2 separate regions of the Zea mays genome follow, and region 1 is linked to region 2. Evidence: chromatin contacts called from public Hi-C data. All regions are on one chromosome and are shown on one strand. Each heading gives the region's core, a stretch centred on a gene start, on an enhancer-like site or on the middle of the called end of the contact. The rest is flanking DNA. Distances are from core to core; before and after follow the strand shown.

Region 1 (7,147 bases), core at 397-2,896, 170 kb before region 2:
GCTGCTTCATGTTATATGTGCCTCTAGAGCTTTGGTGGCTGCTGGAGCCGGCCCTGTTGCGGCACCACCTTTGGTACGACGATTGCTATGCAGCGGCATGTGCGTCTATATCTCGCTTCTTGTCTTCATATCTTGCGAATTCTGTGCATATATACCTAAGACTTGCGTCATCTTGGAGTTGATTCTCGGAAGCGTTTGCTCGAGGGACACATCCTATTTTTAGATGCAACCTATGGACCGTGTTCGTGTGCCTATTGGCTAGTTCGCGACTCTATCTTCGTAGGACTATCTATCTAAAATTGGATGTTGTTTCAGAGCTTATGACCGTTTGATATTAGCCAAGATTTGGTGGTATGTGAGCATGAGCATGGAAAGAAGGTGGAGGCAAGACCGGTGTTCTTTGATTTGACCAGTGTTCTTTGATTTGGTGGGACTTATGAACTTGTGTTGTGAGTGATAGCTCGCTTTGGGACGGGTTTGTTTCTCTTTTTATTTCTTTTCTTTTTTGTTTCTTCTTTTCTCTCTTTTGTTTGGCTGTGTACACCTTAATATGTAAAAGCTGAAAGCAATCTTAGTTCTATTGTATCATCTTGATGTAATTGTCTAAGATTAATAAAGCTTCCTTTATCGAAAAAGATATAATCCAAATACCTAGATTAGTATGATAATCCATAAGTATGTCATTAGGTGTTTATATAATCTACAAGCTAGATTATATAATCCTGTAAGGAAACAAAACATAGCCTTAACGAGTGCGCCGCTGTTGGCACATCTGTAGAACAGAAATTGGGACACATACGAAATCCCTACTCTTATCCCATGACACCCACTGTTTACACCATTGGTTACTCAGGTCTTGTTCTATTCTAGAGTTGATCGTGTGGTGCGAAACAGGAAATCAAGGAATAATACCTAGAAACTGCGTAATGGGAACAGCAGCAAATGCACACGTACGGTACGGGACAGACAACGTTTGTTGGCAAACACTTTCCATCAGGAGGAAGTCCACTATCTCCATTTGACCGGCCGGCCGGCCGGCCGGCCAGAGACCACTTCCGTAGATGAGCATCCGGCCATTGCAATGGCCAGCACGGGTGTCACGTCCAACCATGAACTCCATTCATGGCTCCCTGGAACAGGCCGGCAAGCGGGGAGCATGCAGCAGAGGCGGACAGGCAGGTTCTTGGTGTTTTGCTGCTCCCCTGCGACCTTATCCATGTCCAGTCGCTAGGTCCCTGCAGCTGCAGGCGCACTGCCTGAAATCTCATCTGACCTGCAGGACTCAGAACGACCGAGACAAATAAAGCGGAAATATTATTTGTGAGTGGCCACATACATGTGCTTGCTTATATATACACAACCTAATGCCAGCGGCACAGGGGAAGATCTGATCAGATGCGGCTTGACCGGAGTTGGGGAAGAGGGAGGTTCTTCTAGCTAGGGAATTGTTCTTTGTTTTGAGTGTTTTGGCTCCCAAAATGTGCGACACACGACGAACTCGGGCTGCTTTCATTCGTGCCCCGTTTTAAACACGCGTCAACTGTATATAACGCTGGGGCCGCGCCGACGTTTGCACAGGAGTGCCGAGTACGTACAGACTCGCCCTCACCCTGCATTTAGAGGCAGCAGGCACCGAACGTCACTTGACATGCTCTCTCTCTCTCTCTCTGTCCCCATTCATTAGAAACGTACACCACGCAGTCCACTAGTCCACCGGCATGTCGTCGCAGCCGCCGCACGTCCTCCTGGTGTCGTTCCCGCTCCAGGGCCACGTGAACCCGCTGCTCCGCCTGGGCGCCCGCCTCGCCGCCAAGGGCCTCCTCGTCACCTTCACGACGTTCCGCCACGCCGGCATCCGAGCCTTGCGCGAGGACGGCGCGTGCGTCGCCGCCGCCGGGCGCGGCCGCCTTCGGTTCGACTACCTCCGCGACGACGGCTGCGGGCCACGCTCTCCGGTCCCGGGCGACCCGAGCGACATGCTGCGCCACGTCGCGGACGCGGGCCCCTCGGCGCTGGCCGGCCTCCTCCGGCGCCAGGCCGACGCCGGGCGCCCCGTGGCGTGCGTCGTCAACAACCCCTTCGTGCCGTGGGCGCTCGACGTGGCCGGGGCCGCGGGCATCCCGTGCGCCACGCTGTGGATCCAGTCCTGCGCCGTGCTCTCGCTCTACTACCACTTCTACCGCTGCCCCGAGGGCTTCCCGACCGAGGCCGACACCGCCGCGCCGGTCGCGGTAGTGCCGGGCCTGCCGACGCTGGCCGCGGACGAGCTGCCGCTCATGGTCCGCCCCGAGCACGCGGGGAACCTGTGGGGCCAGACGCTACGGGCGCAGCTCGCGGGGTTCAGGAAAAATAACACGGTGGCCTGGGTGCTGGTCAACACCTTCGAGGGGCTCGAGCGCCCCGTCGTCGAGGCGCTCCGCTCCCACGCGCCGGTGACGCCCGTTGGCCCGCTCCTGGACCACGACCACGACCACGACGGCGGCGGCGACGACGGCTGCATGGCGTGGCTCGACGCGCAGCCTCCCGGGTCCGTGGTGTACGTGGCGTTCGGCAGCCTCGTGACCGTCGGCTGCGGCGAGATGCTGGCGCTGGCGGAGGGCCTGGCCGCCACCGGCAGGCCTTTCCTGTGGGTGGTGCGCGACGACAGCCGCCGGCTCCTCCCCGACGGCGCGCTCGCGGCGTGCGGCGGCAGGGGCAGGGTGGTGGCGTGGTGCCCGCAGGGGCGCGTGCTCCGGCACGGCGCCGTCGGCTGCTTCGTCACGCACTGCGGCTGGAACTCCGTCGCCGAGGCTCTCGCCGCCGGCGTGCCCATGGTCGGGTACCCGTGGTGGTCCGACCAGTTCACCAACGCCAAGCTGCTGGCGGAGGAGTACGGGGTCGGCGTCCGGCTGCCCGCGCCGGCGACGCGGGACGCCGTCCGCGCGTGCGTCCACGAGGTGATGGGCGGGCCACGGGCGGCGGTGTTCCGGATGGCGGCTAAGGCGTGGAAAGACGAGGCGGCAGCAGCTGTTGCCGATGGCGGGTCCTCCGACCGGAACCTCCATGCCTTTGTCCAAGAGATACGACGGTTTCATGAAACAAGAGCTGGAGGTAGCATGATCAACTCCAACATTTGAATTCGATCGATATTCGTTGAGATGTTCGAAAGCTTTATTTACTGGTCAATGTTAAACAGACTTGTGAAAAGGATTGTTCAATAAGAATCTTTCCGAACTAAGAATAAGAATGATCTTATATATAGAGATTAAAATTAATTTCTCCTATACTTCTGTTTTTTTCCTTTAGACAATTGCTTGACTAGTGAGTTGTCTTTGTAATTATACTTATAAGCTGTTGTTTAAAAATTATTTAAAAAATTAGACACCTGAAATATAGAGATGACAATAGATATCTGCGATCCGATAATCAATGAGTATTTACTTCATTAAAGTATGTATGTATGCTAAATATTTTTATTCATGGGTCTTTTATTGGGTAAAAACATTCATCAAATTAGTAAATGGGTATTAAAACATTCCGCCCTTATTCATACCCGTTAACCTGTGGATATAAAATACTCTGTACAAACTTGGCCTAAAAACATGAACTTGGACTACATCCATCCGTCTTCTTTTAACTATTTAACAACCTTTTGGATGATGATGGCATGGAAGGCTTAACGACTATTTGATGACCATGTAATGGAATATGTATTGACTGTATTATATGGTACTATTCTAGTGTATCCGTCCACGCCTAGGTCGATGGTTTTCTGTTCTTCATCCAATTTTCAGTTCTTCTGTCGGGTATTTATATCCGCAGGGAACGAAGATTGTTGAATTAATGTGGGCCTGATCCAAATTAATATTCAATAATAGTCAATGCTAAAGGTCTACATTAATGCTATGATGTATTAGTATTTTAGTACCATATTGGAAGTTCAAGGGACAATTCAATCAACTTAAATAGGTGGACTGTTGGTGCATCTATTGAGAAGCTGAGAAAAGGATGAAGGACTGTCGCGCGCGCGCCGCTGTCTGGGTCGGGCTGAGGCCGTGGCTGGTCGTTTCCTGTGTTATGACTAGTAACATACGTGCTATAATTGGCTAGATGTAATGGTAGCTCTGATGACGATCGTTACTGTCCGTCGGCCTCCCTCTGCGCGTGTATATATACGGAGGAGGTGAGGCTGCTTCTAGTTACAGCACGGCCGTAGAGCGACACTTGCTCTCGTGTGAATGGAGCCACTGATGCCTTGAGTATCAGTCCCTCCACAGGGTACACTCTGATCTTTGTATTTGTGCATATTTTACTATTGTTTAATGCTTATGTGAGTAGTGATACACACACGCACATACATATTGTCACATACATCACTGTGATTTTCTGGATTAAATTAAAACAGAAAATGCCTATTTATCTAACATAGATGAGGAAGAAATGACCCTATAAGAATTCGTGGCTGAAAGTCGCCTAGAGGGGGGTGAATAGGCGAAACCTGAAAATTTATAAACTTTGAACACGCACTTCACCCGGGGTTAGGGTTAGAAATAAATAATAGTAAATTTCGGGGTGCGGAAGATAGTTCTTCTTGCTATGAGTTGCTCAATCAATGCGGATAACTTTGGGAGCAAACTCAAACCAATGTGAGGAAGAGGACTTTTAGTGAGAGGGAAGATGGAGAGACAAATCAAATAGTGAAGATCAACACAAATGGACACGATGATTTGTTTCCCGAGGTTCGGTTCCAAAGAACCTACTCCCCGTTGAGGAGGCCACAAAGGCCGAGTCTATTTGAACCCTTTCCCTCTCTCAATCGGTCACTTAGACCGGTTGAGTGCTTCTTCTCAATCTCACGGGTCACTAAGACCCTGCAAGGATCACCAGACAATTAGGTGTCTGTTGCAAACTTTACAAAACACTTAAAGAGTTTAGAGAGAGATGAAGAAAGCAACCAAGCAACAAGAGCAACAATTGAAACACAAAACACCCTCTCTCAAGTCACTAAACACTTTTAAACACTTGACTTGATTTTGGCACTTGGAGAGTATTGAAGGCTTTGAATGTGTCTTTGGAGTGTATTCTTTCCTCTTGTATTGAATGAAGAGAGTGGGATGCTTGGATGGCTTGAATGGTGGTGGTTGGGAGGGTATTTATAGCCCAACCACTATTCTATCCGTTGGCTGACTTCTCTGCCGATGGGCACACCGGACAGTCCGGTGGCGCACCAGACATAGTATTGTTCACTGTCCGATGCGTGCCATGTCAACCGACCGTTGGGCTTTGGAGCTGTTGACCGTTGAGGACTTCTGTTCTTTTGGTGCACCAGACAGTCCGGTGGGACCTATCGTCGCAGACTATCTTCTGACTTCTGACGCTACAGACTGTAAGCGTAGTCTCGCAGTCGATCGTTGGTGGAGTTGACCGTTGCTCCGAGGGATCACCGGACAGTCCGGTGGCACACCGGACAGTTCGGTGATTATAAAGAACGAGCACCAAGAATTTCCGAGAGCGGCCAGTTCGCGGAGTGCTTCAGCCATGGCACTGGACACTGTCCGGTGCGCCACTGGCAGCTGCAAGTCTGTTTTGCTCCAAACTTATAGAATTGTCCCACAATCATTTTCTTTGTATGTGTATATGAACTTTATGCACCTGAGAAAAATATTAACTGGGCAAACTAGTTAGTCCGTGTGGTTTGTGATGGACGTCAAACACCAAAATCGATTATAGGAAATGTTGAGGCCATTTCCCTTTTAATCTTCCCCTTTTTGTTGATTAATGCCAACACAAACCAAAGCAAATACAAAGTGTAGAAATGTAACTAGTTTGCATTTTCACATATGTGCATAAGTTACTTTGAAATTAGCATATATGGTTGTTTTGATATGTTTAACATTTCGGACCACATTTGCACCACTTAGCTTGTTTTTGCAAATATTTTGGAAAAGTCTTTTCAAATTCTTTTGCAATTAGCTAATGGTATAAGAATATGATTTCTAAAAGCATTTTAAAATTTTTGAAAATTCTCCCCCTGTTTCAAATGCTTTTCCTTTGGCTAAATAAAAGCTCCCCCTGAATAAGTTAGTTCTCCCCTTAACTGTCAAGAGTGTTTTTGCAAATGCCTATTAATTTCTCCCCCTTTTGTGAAAATGTTTTTAGAAAATAGGGTGGTGGTTCGGTCCTTTTGCTTTGGCCTATTAATTTATCCCCCTTTGGCATTAAGTGCCAAAACGAACAAAACTAGAGGCCTTTTCCAAGAAAGATATGAAAGTGAGTGCATGAGTAGGGCAAAGGAGATATGATACCAACAGAGCCGTAGTGGAAGACTTGCCTTTACCGATTACTCCATTTCCCTTTCAATCTAAGACTAAGAATAAAAATACTCTTGGAAACACATTAGTCTTAGCTTTGGCACAAGAAGAATAAGAAATATGCGTTTGTACCAAATGAAGGAGACATGACATGATCAAAGGTATAAAATGTGCAATGTGTGCAAGATTTCAATCAATGTTTCGAGAATCTAAGATATTGAGTTCATTCCTAAGCTTGCTAAAAGTCTTTTCATCCAGGGTCTTGGTGAAGATATCGGCTAATTCGTTGTGGGTGCTAACATAAGTAATTATGATATTCCCTTTTTGTTGGTGATCTCTCAAAAAGTGATACTAGATGTCTATGTGCTTAGTGCGGCTGTGTTCGATGGGATTATCTGCCATGCGGATAGCACTCTCATTATCACATAGGAGAGAGACTTTGCTCAACTTGTAGTCATAGTCCCTAAGAGTTCGCCTTATCCAGAGTATTTGTGCACAACAATGTCCTGCAGCAATATACTCGGCTTCGACGGTGGATAGAGCTATTGAATTTTGTTTCTTTGAAGCCAAAGACACCAGGGATCTTCCCAAAAACTGACAAGTCCCTGATGTGATCTTCCTATCAATTTTACATCCGGCATAATCGACATCGGAATACCTGATTAGATCAAAGGTAGATCCCTTGGGATACCATAGCCCAAACTTAGGAGTACAAACTAAGGTGAACTTCCTTAAGATTAGCCTGGAACCTTGCACACATACATATTGAAAGCATAATATCCGGTCGTGAAGCACATAAATAGAGTAAAGATCCTATCATCGACCGGTATACCTTTTGATCTACAGACTTACCTCCT
Region 2 (6,150 bases), core at 1,985-4,484:
ATTATTAATGTTTGTCCATGATGAAATAATAAGAATATAAATAATCTGACAATTCAATATGATTCTTCGTGTTATTTTCCATGTTTCATATGCTTCTACTTTCATTATTACATACTAAGATGATGAAGGTATGTCCTTCATAACCTTCGTCTGAAGATCATTATATCCTAAGGGAGATAATGCTTCGGAGGACGAAGGTCTTTAATCATTAACATTTTGTGTTGCCTTGTTCTTAACTCATAGCATTTGAGAACAAGTCCTCAACAGTCGGGTCTATTTCAACCCTTTCCCTCTCTCAATCGGTCACTTAGACCAGTTGAGTGCTTCTTCTCAATCTCACGGGTCACTAAGACCCCGCAAGGATCACCACACAATTAGGTGTCTCTTGCAAACTTTACAAAACACTTAAAGAGTTTAGAGAGATGAAGAAAGCAACCAAGCAACAAGAGCAACAATTGAAACACAAAACACCCTTTTCAAGTCACTAAACACTTTTAATCGCTTGACTTGATTTTGGCACTTGGAGAGGATTGAAGGCTTTGAATGTCTCTTTGAGGGCCCCAGGCGAACGGATAATGGTGGTCCCTCTAGACTATATCAAAAATTATATGATATGCAGCGGAGCAAATTAGTACTACGTATGTAAATGATGATGTGCATTGAAATTGGTTTTTTAAAATATCTAAGACGCTAGATAATATACATCGGTGCAGATTAGCACTTTGCAAGGTGAGAAATAAGAACGACGGCCACAAAATAACATGAATCTTGATTGTTTGACTGTGCGTGCCTGGGGGATGGAGCAGTGGCGCCCAGCGCCCTGGAATCCTGGAGGATTGGATTGGCTAGATGGCGAACGATGATCACGTGGAGGGTATGGTCGCACAGACGCGCGATAACGTGAGTGTGATGACTGGGCAGTGGGCAACATGTGTCGCGTGGTCCGTGTGCGTCGGGCGTCCGTGTGCCTAGCCCTACCGGCTTGTTAGCTACATATACTATTTTACTACTAGTATATAGCCCGTGCTAATGCTACGTTCCTAAGAAGGGGAAGATTGGGGTGAACGGCGACGGTGGTGACGCGAGGGTAGGGGTTGACGGCGGTGTGGACGTGAGGAGGGGAGGGCTAAAGGATGATCCAAATAATATTGTCCATTAGATTTGAGTGCGCAAGAGAGATGATGTTATTCAACGATCTGAACCGTTGATTTTGATGTTGTGTAAGTATGAGTGCAATTTGTTTGGTGGATTTAGTAAAGATTATGGGTGTGTGGATTATTTGGTTGGATGAGTTTTGTAAAGTGTAAAATAGTGTATTATATTATGATATAGATACTAAATATTTGGCCCCTATTACTTTTGGGCCCTCGGTCGTCGCCTCTGTTGCATGGGATCAGGGCCGGCCCTAACTGTCCTCTACGGCCTCTAGAACATCCTCGTCTAACTATTTCCGCTGACATATCCAGGACAACAATATTATGCTTGAGACAAAAATCCTTGGCCTCTTCAAAAATATCATTCTTCCAATTGTCATACCCTATCGCACCACTGTAGCTTTCAACACCAAAGTTTTCCCTTCTTGGTTGCTTGAAAAGGAAACAATAAAAGCAAAAATCCGCATCTTTAGCAACATTGTATTCCAACAATTCATGCTTTTTGAACCATCATTCCTGAAAAATTCTTTGTCTATCTCCTATTTGCTTCTTGGGAAATATGTGACATTTTGGTTGACAAGGGCATAACAATAAATACTCTCTTCTAACAATATCTCGAATGTTCACATCTAACTCTTCAATTGGTTTTCGAAGTCTATGATCACCAACAATATTATTTTGATTGAACATAACATTGGGATTACCTTGCACATTTTGACTAGCATCAGTCCCAATCTCAGTATCTATTGATTCCGTATTATTTTGTGTAGTCCCAACATCTAGTGATTCTTGATTGTTTTCATTTTCATCCAAATTAGTCCCAATTTGTACGTCTTGAATGATTTCATTTGATTCTTGATTTGACGTGACTTGATAAAATGATGTTATTGTTCGAACTCTCTTCATATTGTACACTGTAATTGTAACACTAATCACTATGGATTATGAAACTTTCTAGACACAACATAATTTTCTCGGTGTCAAACAACAAGCACAAACCATGGAATTGGAAACGCGAGGCTCACCATAGGTTGTCGGGTTGCGCCTGCTGCGCCTGCGCTGCTTGCTGGCTGCTGCACGGTGTATGTGCGGCTGCGACTGCTCCTGCTCCTGCTCGCCACTTCGCCAGCTTGCCGCAGACCCGTAGTGCCTCGCCCGCGTGCGGCCCTTGGGCCGGCGGGAGTGCAGGCCGGCTGCCCCTGCTCGGCTCCTAGTCCGCGTGACCGTGCCCCGGCGCCCGGCGCCTCCGCAGAGGAGCAGGCGAGCAGCCGCCAGCCCGCCACATTTGCTAGTTGGGTTGTTCGGTTACTATTCATATTTTTGGGTTGTTATTACACAATTAGTCCGTCCAAGAGTAGGGCCTGGGCCCTAGTGACCATAGGCCTGAATCCGCCCCTGCTTGACGGGTTGCTATCACAAGCAGTGGTGCAAAGAGCCTGGTAGCGGCCGCATGAAAGTTGTCTCTATGCGTCTGTGGACCGACGCTTTTAACTCACATCTAAAGTTGTTTGTTTGGGATCAGATAATCCATATACATAGGACGTGGATACCTTGCCTTGCGAGTTAGGGCCAGACATTTAGGCCATGTTTGAATGTAGTTAGCTGCTAACATTAGCTAAAAATATCTAAACATTATAATTAATAGTTTAAATATTAACTACTTTTAGTAAATTAGTTAGTTGGCTAGCTTATTCAACTAGCAGTTTTTTAACCAACTAACTCGTTCTACTATATTTAAACACCCTTTAATATATATTCTTTCTGTTATTTTCTATGTGTCGAGTTTTAGTTTAAAAATTACCTACCGGATGATAAAAAACATTTGAGAACCGAGGTGGTAGAAGATAATGACAAAAATCGCACGAACAAAGAAAATTTAGCCAAATAAGGTTAGCACATGGTTGATTGGAGGGTGCTCAAGAGGAGAGGACACGAGTGACGGCAGCATAGGCTGATCCGCAACAGATCCGCATATCCTTCCTCCCTTCCGTATCCGCCGATCAACCGGCCACAAAAACTCTCTCACTTACATTTGCGGGCCCATTGAACGTGCGGCCCACTTTCATTGAGAGACGAACACGCGAGTAGAGAATTTCTCCTGCCTGCTCACGACCGCCCTCTCGCCGGTCGCCGGTCGCCGCTCGCAACGCAAGTCGGAAGAGGAATCTCTCCAAGCTCCAATCCTCCGATCCTGCCCCAACCCAAGTCCCCTCCACCAGGCCGCACACCTCCGCCGCCCGGCGCGACCTTGCATCCACCAGCCTGCCCTCTCCTTCGCGTGAGGCGGCCCCGGCGACCGCGTCGGCAGTGCAAGACCAGACCGAGGCTTCTCCCGTTGGAAGGTTCCAGCCATGGCGAGCGCCGATCTGCTGCGGAAGGAGGAGGAGTTCTACTCCTCCCTCTTTGATTCCGCAAAAGGTAACCCGCCCATCCCCTTTACCCGAAAGGAAAAAAAAACTCCTCTTTCGATGCTCACATGTCGAGCTCAACCCCCAAATCCGCCCCTTATTTTAGTGCTGCGTGAACGCAGGCGACGGCGTCAAGTCGCGCTCGCAGGTGATTGAGAGGAAGATTGAATCCCTCGAGGACATGGCCACCAAGGTCGTTCCTGCTGCCTTCTACGCCTTGCTGCCCTTTTTTCGTTTTTTTTTTCCTTTTCGTCATGCCTGAATGCTCTCATGCAAGTAGTAGTTCTGGTGTAATATCAGACTTGTTGTGATGTGTGTTAGGGGTCTGCAGGTCAATGCTTTACACATTGCAATGTTATATCACTCAGGTCAGCAACCGGAGATCAAGAAGATGGTTGAACGACCGCTTGCTGATTGAGCTTGTCCCACGCCTTCATGTTGAAGAAATCAAAGGCCTCTTTGCTCCTCCACCATGGGGTATGCTCCGAATACTGCTCCAGTATTTTTTTAAAAAAGCATGCTTTTTCTATGCTTCGCAGTTCAAATGTTCTTTAACTATTTGTACTAACTGCTTGCGATTGCCCCTTGTATGCTAGAAAAGCTATAGACTATGTTCACAAAATCATAAAGAGACAACATTCTTTCTCTTGAAGTTAAAACATGTCCATGTTAAATGCTCACAAGTACTGCAGTACTGGAAATTCGTGTCCTCGTGCATATCTTGTTGTTCTTCTATTTATATCATTTAAAGAGAATTCTTATATGCATATGACATGTCATCTTTTCCTTCTTCTTTTTTGAGGAAAAGCTCATATGTATATTACAATGATTATGTAGGTGAGGAGCTGCCCTTGTCAGCATTCTGCAGGACAAGTGTTAGTGACTGGGAGGCCTTCAGGAGCATCGACATGGATGCTGAGGTGTGTAGAGCCAGTCCTGCTAGCCGCATTCTGTTCATCATTGTTCACTATATAATTTAGTGAAATGCACAATGAGAAGCGATATCTGTATATCACAGAACAGTCACATGCACTTGTTATGGACCAGCCATACTAAAGCAACTTATTCTTATTTGCAGGCAAGATTGATGCAACACATGAAACGATCATCCGAAAAACAAAGGACTCATGTCGACGAAGATGAATTGATTGCTCTGAATGCTTGGCGTCGTATAGGTCGCCAAACAAGAGAAGCTATTAAGAAAAAATTTCTACCTGATCTACTTCAAATATATGAAGTATTGCCTTCTTTGCTTTAGTTTAACCCCCTCTTTTTCCATAAAAACCAGGCTCATTCTCTTCATCTCCTCCACAATTGATTGAAGTGATAATATTTGATGAAAGCTAATCTGTTTTTCTTGCAAACAAGACATGAGAGTTCTTGGTTATGTATTTATATATATCTGAATCTGCTATCTTTCTCGCACATGCTAATTCATCATGCATACCACATCTAATTTGTTATTTGTAGTTTCAAGCCTCAATATTATGCGAAGTCTATGAGACAGGATAAATTTTATTGAATAGCTTTCTAAATTTACAGTATCGACAATATCAATTTAGTGCTATGCTTATAAAAGCAAAGATGTCGTTGTTATGACTTATATCTGTATGATGCCTAGGTTTTGTTTGGAAAATAATGTTCAGAAAAGGTGCATTGTGGGTCTCTTTGTCTGCTGCCCTTGTTTCCACCTTGTGTAAATATTTTTCCTGTCTTCAAAAGTTGGCATCAGTTTTGCAGTTTTCTTATGCCACTGCTAACAACTTCTCTTCCAGTCTATTTGACTTGGCGTGTCAGTTGTTTATACTATCAGCTTTTGCGTTTCATGTTTGCAGGAACAGGTTAGGGCCTTCATTGAAGGTACTGGTGACAGCGACGTGCTTGTGCTGAATGTCCAGGACCCGTTCCAGAGGCTGCTTCTGCACGGTGTTTGTGAGGTGACTATGTTCCCATGTCCGATAAAACCCAACAGTTTTATGCTAAAGAATTTAGTTGCTCTTAAAAATAGTAGTGGTCTTGATCAGGGTTTGTCTGTTTGCAGTTCTATAACGTAACCTCAATGACCACAAGCAGTGTAAGGGACGGGAAGCCATGGAAGAGCACCACCATCAAGAAGAGGCATGTCACCGGTCTTCCTCCGAGAATCACATTAGTTAGCTTCCTGAGGATGAGGAAGAATTAGTCGTCCCAGTAACATGTGGATGTGAGGGTCCTACACTAATTCGCCTGGATGTGTACTAAAAAGACAAATTTGTTGCTTTAGGTCGCATCTAGCATGTAATCAAATGTAAAATATCCATGTCAAATGTAAAATACATTGCAAGACCTTGTTCCAGATGAAGAAACTCAAAAGTGTAAGCCCCTACTTCTATCACTGAGTCTATGAAAGAGGCTTAAGCCAAAATATCTGTTGCGTAGCATTTTATGCCATATTCCACCTATCTATCATGTGGTCAGGAAGCGGTAGAAAATTAAGGCCTTGCAAAATTGCAATCCTATCCACTTGCTGGAATCTGAATCTAAAAAAAAAGGTTTCTGAATGCTTGTCCTCATTTTTTTTCTTTTATTGCCTGACAACTCCTATTCTC

What was found. A called contact is a pair of places that touch in the nucleus more often than the background predicts.
Region 1: a contact with region 2 is called in a Hi-C map of leaf, with 7 times the contacts expected there. The contact joins the promoter of LOC100286169 here to the promoter of LOC100272960 in region 2. A contact is called at or near these places in 10 of 25 Hi-C or Micro-C datasets (bundle sheath, ear, endosperm and 4 more).

Annotation. Positions count from the first base shown.
Region 1 is chr8:67,208,424-67,215,570 of Zm-B73-REFERENCE-NAM-5.0, reverse strand. LOC100286169 (indole-3-acetate beta-glucosyltransferase) reads left to right here and starts at 1,646. Exons shown (of 1, transcript NM_001159057.2): 1 at 1,646-3,236. The coding sequence starts at 1,719. The coding sequence ends at 3,116.
Region 2 is chr8:67,039,955-67,046,104 of Zm-B73-REFERENCE-NAM-5.0, reverse strand. It overlaps LOC100272960, which reads left to right and starts at 3,234. Exons shown (of 7, transcript NM_001147412.1): 1 at 3,234-3,572; 2 at 3,685-3,755; 3 at 3,931-4,039; 4 at 4,400-4,482; 5 at 4,641-4,799; 6 at 5,398-5,499; 7 at 5,604-5,962. The coding sequence starts at 3,506. The coding sequence ends at 5,744.